Linked DNA regions of Triticum aestivum: region 2 is linked to region 1. A link is a contact called in public Hi-C data. All regions are on one chromosome and are shown on one strand. Each heading gives the region's core, a stretch centred on a gene start, on an enhancer-like site or on the middle of the called end of the contact. The rest is flanking DNA. Distances are from core to core; before and after follow the strand shown.

The links. Hi-C and Micro-C count contacts between places; a contact is called where the count stands out from the background.
Region 2: a Hi-C map of an unstated tissue shows a contact between it and region 1, with 9 times the contacts expected there. The contact joins the promoter of LOC123091761 here to the enhancer-like site in region 1. A contact is called at or near these places in 3 of 5 Hi-C or Micro-C datasets (leaf and an unstated tissue).

What each region holds. Positions count from the first base shown.
Region 1 is chr4B:190,653,066-190,657,359 of IWGSC CS RefSeq v2.1, forward strand. No RefSeq gene overlaps it. Among protein-coding and RNA genes, the nearest start is that of LOC123091761, 67 kb to the right of the region's middle. Within about 2 kb of position 2,031, at least 1 of the 8 cell types and tissues checked has an H3K27ac peak or open chromatin away from gene starts, as enhancers often do.
Region 2 is chr4B:190,720,662-190,725,302 of IWGSC CS RefSeq v2.1, forward strand. It overlaps LOC123091761 (glucan endo-1,3-beta-glucosidase-like), which reads left to right and starts at 1,869. Exons shown (of 3, transcript XM_044513381.1): 1 at 1,869-3,035. The coding sequence starts at 1,980. It also overlaps the pseudogene LOC123090055.

The DNA of each region.
Region 1 (4,294 bases), core at 781-3,280:
AATCTCTCAACCCACAACTTGCTAGGGCTGCTCTAAAATTTTCCATTTGGCTTTGAGCTCTGGCTGGCCCCCCTCTCTTCTCATGGTTATACATGATCTCATTAAAGTCGCCCGCACACAACCATGGAAGGTTCAGCTGCTGACTTATTACGCGAAGTAATTTCCAAGTTATATTCCTTTTATCATTCGCTGGCTCTCCATAAATACCTGTAAATCGCCATTTAAACCCATCCTTTTCCACTATTTTTGCATCAATATGATTCTTAGAATAGTTGAGCAGCTCCAAATTTACTTCTTTTTTCCAAAACAATGCCAATCCCCCACTCTTCCCCTCGCAATCTCTCACTATCATGTTTCCCATCTGTAACATCCACTTAAACTTTTCCATCCTCCTCTTATCCAATTTGGTCTCAGATAAGAAGAGGATGTCGGGGTCCACCTGCTTCTGAAGATCCAGAAGTCCTCTCACCGCCGGGCCATTCCGCAATCCCCGGCAGTTCCATACTACAATTCTCATTTTGGCTCGCCAGGCTGTCCCTGCAGCCCGGCGTTTGCAGTTTCAGAGTTGTTCTCCTCTTTTTCTTCACCCTCCTCGACTTCCATCTTTGCTTTCTTTGCTAGTTCTATATCTTCATCAATTTCCATCATAATTACCTTTCTCTCTTCTATTCTGTCGTACTTAATTGGTCCTGCTGGTTTCTTTCCTTCCTCTCAATTCGCTTGAAAGTACCTCTCTTTATGCCTTTTCCTGACTCCATAAATATATTTCCTTCTTTGTTCTGGGACTCTTCCTTGTTCTGCTCCAAAATAACCTTTGTTGACCCTTGGATATCATGTATTACTTTTGTGATAGTGTCATTCATCTCTTCAGCCTTACTTGGTTCTCTTTCCATTCTTTGTACCTTTTCAGTGGGGTCTTGTATCACTATTCCGCCGCGATCCAGTCTTTTCTCCTCCCCTACTACCTGGTTCTCACACTGTTTTAATTTGAGAGGACTTGTAACTTCATTCCCATCACTCCTTGGTCCTCCCTCATCATCTTCGCTTGGTACATCTCTTCGCCAGAACGGCCCATCGCTTCCCTGTTTGCTCCCCTTGTTACCTGTACTATTGCGTGGCTAGAATTTTCCTTTATTATTTGGAGCCCTACTTCTTTCTTCGCTTGAGATCCCCTTGTACATATTTGCACGCAGCCATGATCCAAATTGCCTAGACCCCGTTCTTCTAGATCTAGTTGGGCACGATTTTTCAGTATGTCCAATAATTCCACAACTATAACAGAAGTCGGGAAGATACTCGTATGTGAATGAGACAATCTTTTCCTCCCCTTCTTTCTTCTCATTTCTTATTTCTTTCATTTCATCATCTCCCAAAAGAATCATTTCATCTTTCTGTTCTTGTTCTACCTCATCTTCAGTGAACGTTGTTATAAATCTCATAATTGGGATAGTGATATCTAATTTAACTTTGATCCGCATAAATGCCCCCATTGAATCACCATTAACATCTGGGTCTACATCAATAACTTCTCCAATTTGTTCTCCTACTAAGTCTCCTGTCTCTCTGTTCATCATTCCAATTGGGATGCCGTAAGCTCTAACCCAAATAGGTATTGTCTTGAATTCATATTCATCTATGGTTCTACTTGGCACAAAATCTTCCATCACCAATAGGTCATTGTTAAATCTCCATGGTCCAACATCTAGTGCCTTTTCCTTATCAGCCTTTTGTTGGAAAATAAATAGAAATCTATTCCTACCCAAGTCTTTGCAATCCACCCCAAACAATGGGCTCCAGACTCCCCCTAGAGTTCTTCCCACATGTTCAGCCCTAGCAGGCCTCTCTGCAAATAGCTTGCCTACTGCCTGAATCTTACTCACCTGAGAGGAGCATGCTTGCTTCCTACCAATCCTGATCCCTTTCTTTTCCGCTTCACAGAGCTGCAGGTTCTTGAACTTAATCTCCACTCCTTCCATGTATGCTGCCATCAGGTCCCCCCAATGCAGGTGATGGCTGCTGGGTTCGCCTCTCCACCGTAGCCCCCTTCACGCCTCCAAATATGCCGCCGCCACACCCCACAACCTCCTCCCAAAATCCTCTCTATTCCTCACCAGGTTGTTCCGAATCAGATCTGGATAGGGCTCTCACACTTGCTGGAGGAGGATAGGAATCTCTGTATGGGGCGGTGGGAAGGAGAATCAGGGCGATTTTGTGTATGTTTTTTTGGAAAACAGATGGGGATTGAACGTGAAGGGTTGCCGACGAGAACGCGCACTGAGTCGCCACACAGTCGCTAGAAGCAGCGAGAAACACTGTTACGCGCGGACGGACCTCAAAATATGTTTTCTCTCTTTCTTTTCCATGCAATCCAAAACAAGGAACGGGTTCCACCGTCAAAGGTGCTATTTTTTTTCCGGAGAAACTTGCAATATATTCATCTTCAATCCTGGCAGTATAAGGAACACTAAACACCAAAAAAATAAGTACATCCTTGTGCACGTAGCTCCCGCTTGTGCAGGGTCCAGGGAAGGGTCCGACTGCTTTGGGTCTATAGGAACACCAAACAACAGAGGTAATAAAAATTACAACCAGATCCGTCGATCACCTAGTGATGACTACAAACACTAGTGTGAGCCAAAGGTGTGTCGTCGTTATCGTCTCTCCCTCGTCGGAGCGGGCAAACCTTGTAATAGACAGTCGGGAAGTTGTCGTGCTAAGGACTCATAGGACCCGCACTAGAGGAGCAACCATCGTCGATGAAGAAAGTCGTAGATCAGAAGTAAACACTCAAACAAAGACGAAAGAAGACCGGATCCAAATAGATCCACTAAAGACCAGCACCGACTGAATCTCATGAGATCCGACGGAGACACACCTCCACACATACCCTTTGTCGAAGCTAGATGCACTAGGATGGGGATAGAATGTGGGATACGTTATTCCAACTGAGGGACATCGCCGCCACCACACAACCCCAACCATGACGCTAAATTTAACAAGAACGAGAACGGGGTCCCTCCCCCTGTGGGAGGGGGGAGGAGGTTCTCCGCACTTCCATGGCCCAAAGGCCATCGAAGTTGAGGCGGACCGGCGGTGGCATCGACGGGAGGAGGAGGAAAGCATGGAATCTTTCTTGTGGAGGTGGAAAGAGAAGGCTACCCGCTGTCAAAGGTACTATAATATAACAAAAACATAAAACATCATCCTGGTGCAAATGAAAGAGGTTGCAGCAACATCCTAGGGCAGGTGGTTAGGGCTAGGTCGGCTGTCAACTGCGTGAGGAAGAAGATGAACATGGCTGAGTGGGTTTGAGGAGGATGAGTCAGCCGTTGAATGTCAATTTGATGGTCAGAAAAGAAAGTGATTATTGAAACATTTTTTCAGTTACGTGACGAATAGGTGCTCCCCAGAAAGAAGTATTGCTCATTGATAACCAAAAGGTAAACGATTCATTTTGGTTGACCAGAAGAACTTCCGGTGGTCGCCTCGCTCGAGCACTCATGCCCCTGGCCCACATCGCACACAACCTGGCGGTGTCCTCGATTAGGGGGTACTCATCTTGTCGGCCTACCACTCATCATGGGCCGGGTCGAGGACCCACCTATAACCGAAGAATGGGTCATGTTTGATATTTTCCATGACCTTCGGCGTACACAAGATGGAATTTTTCAAAGACTTGGCGCACACTTGAAGACATATTCAAATATTCAGCATATTTATCTCTAGATGCAACCGACCGTGTGTAACATTAGGTACCCCCCGGCCCCTATATAAGCCAAGGGGTTTAGTCCATATAGGCAAGACTTTTCAGACTCATTCATACGATCTCGAGGTAGATCAATTGTACTTTGTGCTCCATCCACATCAATGCAATCAAAGCAAAATGTAGAGTTTTACCTCCTCGAGAGGGCCTGAACCTGGGTAAACACCGTGTCCCTATTCTTCCTGTTACCATCTAGTAGAGACCACAACCTCGGGACCCCTTACCCAAGATCTGTCGGATTTAGCTCCGACACAACCTTATCCTTTTTCTTCTTCCACCGAACGAATCTCGGTCTTCTATATACATACAAACTCGGGAGCCTGGGCAACAAACTGAAGGAAATATGCCCTAGAGGCAATAATAAAGTTGTTATTTTGTAATGTTTATTATTCATGCTAGAATTGTATTAATCGAAAACTTGATACATGTGTGAATACATAGACAAAACATTGTGTCCCTACTATGCCTCTACTTGACTAGCTCGTTGATCAAAGATGGTTAAGTTTCCTAGCCATGGACACGTGTTGTCAT
Region 2 (4,641 bases), core at 619-3,118, 67 kb after region 1:
CGTGCACCAGGATGCGACGCGGACGACGCTCTCGACCGACGCGCCGCTTCAATGCTGGCTATAGTGAAAGGTCACGTCTGCTCTGGGCCGTCATGAATATGACACTGGCGCTAGAGCGGCACTAGCCGGTTCGGACGGGAAAGGAAGAAAGTGCGAGAGAGGTTATTGGGTTGGTCTGGGGTGTCGAACGCCCCTTGTTTGCTTCTGGTTTGCGAGAAATGTGACATCTGAACTGTTTCTCGAACAAATGCGGGACTGTGTGGGATGATGAAACACGTTCGGAGAGGTTGGTCCAGACGGATGCGGTGGGTTGAGGGTCAGTGATGTCCTTAGCTCCCTTTCGTGCAGGATAGTGTGCGGTAATGCCATGAGCAGGCTTTGGAATCTCAGTTGTTAGCATCAAGCAAGTAGTTGGGGGTGTGCAAGCAAGGAAGGACGGGCTGGCCGGAAACCCCAGTAGTCCGTGGCAAGCAAAGCTGGGAGGGGAATGTTGGTGGCCGATTCCGTTGAGCTGTTGTAGCTCCCAGAAGGCGTGCGCCACTGACACAAGCAACGCGCACGCGTGGATAGGGTAGGGACGGGACGACGCGGTTCGTGCGTGAGCGTCTCTCCCTGCCGACCACACGATCTCCATCTCCGTCTCCGTGTACGTGCGCTGAATCTGCGGCTGGCGCCGGGCCGACCACGCTGGTGAGATTGAGAAGCGTCACAATCCAACCCGGTCAAACACGCACGTACTACTCGTCCTCCCCACCGTTGGCGACGCGGCAGCCAACGGTAACTGCCCCATCCACCGTCCAAATCGGTGATTATCCAAGCAATAAATAATCGATATTTTCCAGTCGGCGCGTGCCATTTTCCCATGTCCACCTCGCTTTCTTCGAGAGGAAGGAGCTGTCATCTTTGTCTCCTGAAACCACTCGGCGTGGTTCCCTTTTTATCTTCCTTCAGGCTGATCATGGTGGGAAGTAACATAGGTAGTAACATAGATGTCACATAAGCAAAAATATTAAGGTGACAAGTAGTTAATGAAGAGAGAGACAAATAAAGTAACCTAATATGTTATCATCACATAGCGCTTTTCAATACAAAATGAGTCTACAAGACAATAAATAAGCATGTGTATGTTACTACACATATAACACTTCCCACTATAAGGATAGTAACATAGAGTAGTAACGTATGCATGTTACTACTCTAAGTTACTCCCCACTATGACCAGCCTCAGGGGGTGTTTGGTTTAAAAGTCCTAGGACTTTTTCTAGTCCCTGTAGAAAAAGTCCCTCCCGTTTGGCTTCTAGAGACTTTTTAGGAACTTTTTCTAGTCTCTGTGACTAAAAAGTCCCTGAACCAAACACCCCCTCATTCTCCGGCACACCGATACGTGCACCAGCCGAATAATATTCAAAAGCTTCGAGCAGAGGCAAATCCCCACGGAAATACGCGGCCACTTGCGTTTTGCATCTTCTCCTTTCATATTCACTTTCTTCCATTCTTTAGAAAAGGCTTGGATTATTCATTCCAAACGCATGCTTTGGTTACTAGAGTACTAGTATACTACCCTCTTTCTTGCTGTTTCCTAGTACTAATTTCAACACTTTTGAGAAATGGTGCAAAAGCAAAGGAAAAAGGTAGTGTACCAGCCCCAAAAAAATAATACCATGAAAGATTTCTAAAATAAATGAAAGATAGTGAACTCGTGGGAAAATATATATGAAAATGAATGACCTAAATGTACGTATGAAAAAGACAGTGACACATGGCAGCCGCAACAAAGCCAGAAATAAAAATGCATTTAAAGCACAAGGGAATAAGAATACTGTAATGGCCAGGTAATGGCACCCACCACGCGACCTTTGTCCGTTCCTCTCCTCTCCAGTACTCCGCTCTGGAACCAGTAGTAGTATTTGAACGGAACGGAAGCCCCCGTTGCCAACTCAGATTCAAACCCGCAATCGACTCCACACTCCACCCCCGCGATGCCGCTCCTCCTCCCCCTCCTCATGCTGCTCGCCGCCGGCGCGGCGGGGGCAGAGTCGGCGACCCCCTCGCTGCACATCGGCGTCAACTACGGCGCCAACGCCGACAACCTCCCCTCCCCGACCTCCGTCGCCACCTTCCTCGCCACCAAGACCACCATCGACCGCGTCAAGCTCTTCGACGCCAACCCGGCCTTTATCTCCGCCTTCGCCGGCACGCCCATCTCCCTCGCCGTCTCCCTCCCCAACTCCGCCCTCCCCGCCCTCGCCGACAAGGCCACCGGCCTCGACGCCGCGCGGTCCTGGATCCGCGCCAACCTCTCCCCCTACGTCCCCGCCACCAACGTCACCCTCCTCCTCGCCGGCAACGAGATCCTCCTCTCCACCGACACCAACCTCATCCTCTCCCTCCTCCCCGCCATGCGCCGCCTCGCGCAGGCCCTCAAGGCCGAGGGCCTCACCGGCGTCCGCGTCACCACCCCGCATTACCTCGGCATCCTCGCCCCCTCCGACGGCATCCCCTCCAACGCCAGCTTCCGGGCGGGCTACAACACCAAGCTATTCCCGGCCATGCTGCAGTTCCACCGCGACACCGGGTCGCCCTTCATGGTGAACCCTTACCCCTACTTCAGCTACCGGCCGGAGACGCTCAACTACGCGCTCTTCCGCCCCAACAGCGGCATCTACGACCCGGCAACGAAGCTCAACTACACCAGCATGCTGGACGCCCAGATGGACGCAATCTACACCGCCATGAAGAAGCTCGGGTACGGAGACGTCGACATCGCCGTCGGGGAGGCCGGGTGGCCCACCCAGGCGGAGCCCGGGCAGATTGGCGTCGGGGTGCAGGAGGCGAGGGACTTCAACGAGGGCATGATTCGGGTGTGCAGCAGCGGCAAGGGCACGCCGCTGATGCCCAACAGGACATTCGAGACCTACCTCTTCTCCCTCTTCGACGAGAACCAGAAACCAGGGCCAATCGCCGAAAGGCACTTTGGCCTCTTCAACCCGGACTTCACGCCCGTCTACGACCTCGGACTTCTCCGGGACGGCGCGGTACGTACTGCGCTTTTCTCCCCTGATGATCCTTAATATGAACCTTTACCTGCCTGTCTTGTGTCCTTAAACTTATCAAATTGCTGGGGCATAAAATCCTTTCCTTACTAGTATAATGATAATGATTGGTTGATTGCATCGTATAATTTGTCTGGCCCTGTCTTACGATCGTGATTTTATGTTTTATTTCTTTGGGAAACGTGGCTTCAATTGTATCAGATTCAGTATTTTACTTGGGAGAAAAAAAAATACTAAGGGATGAACCCAACCCAGTAGTAACAATGAACATGCCGTGTCAACCATGGGCGGCATATGATCCGACTTGAATGCTAAGGTGGTCCTCCATTCACACTGCAACTGCATTTGTCAAAGGTGATGTATGTGTATGGACCAGCTTCTTCTGGAAACGGCTATAGCTGCTTGCTTGCGTTTCCGACTTTTGCTCCTATCCCCTGCATGATCTGCTTGCCCAAACGGCTGCCTTTCTTGACGGATCCAGTATGACAGCAGGCGTGTGTTGATAGCACTCTTGGACACGTCTGGCAGTATTTCTGGACGCGCGTGGGTGGGGTGGGACCACTGCCAAAACTCTGAGTTAGATCCATATGCACATGTTTGCTAGCTATTCGCTGCTGCTGCTGCAAATGTACCAGTAAGCTTGCACCGGACAATTCCGAGTTAACAAAATACCAGTACGTAGTATTCCCTCTCAAGATCTTATATTAGTTTACAGAGTGAGTACATGCTCATTGGAATTGGAATGGATATCAGAATAAATGGTTTAATGACTTGAATCAACTGGTACTGTTTTAAAAAGAAGAGGAAAAAAATCAACCGGTTGTCAACACTCCTGGGTTCTTTTTTCTTTTTTAATAAGGCTATGTTATAAATTTCGAATCAACACGTTAATGTGTTAATTTCATTTCTTCAAAGGAAAAGATGTAACCTTGAAACTTTTCTAACGGAGGCTACCTTAAAGCAAAGGAGATGGGGTTTAAGATTCTGGTGGTCTTGTGTCTCAAGTTTTAACTAGAAGCCGTACCTTTGGACTCGCTATCTTTTTTTTTTTTTTGAAACAGTAGACTTGCTATCTGTTGTTTACTGAGATGCCTGCCTATTGTCTAGTACTACTAGTAAATGACAGGATAGCGCATACATCTGTATGCCTGCTAGGTTCAGATAACAGATGGAGCCTTGCTTCATTTGGCGTCATCTCCTTTCCATAGCATCCAATACTCCTACGCATGCATCTGTTCTGGTTCAGCTGCATTAATGTTGTGGTGTGCATGTGGATTAGGCCCTCGTATCAAAGGAAGGAAGCGGAAGCAGCCATTAGCTGGCTGTTTTTTTCGGATGCTTAGCGAAAGTAGACCATGTGAAGGAGAGGGGGCTATCTGTATTACTAGTATTTTTTAGCATGCTGATTCGGCCTACCGGCTAGTGTGTGTCAACAATCTTAGGGAGAAAACCAATTTGAACTGGCCCTGCTTTGGACGGTGGCAGCCCAGCCCAGAGAACATGTGCTTCGTTGTCAAAGCACCACTAGCCTGCACAGCCTTCCAGTACGGCTGTCTAAAGTATTACTAGCATAACTCAGTTCAGAGTC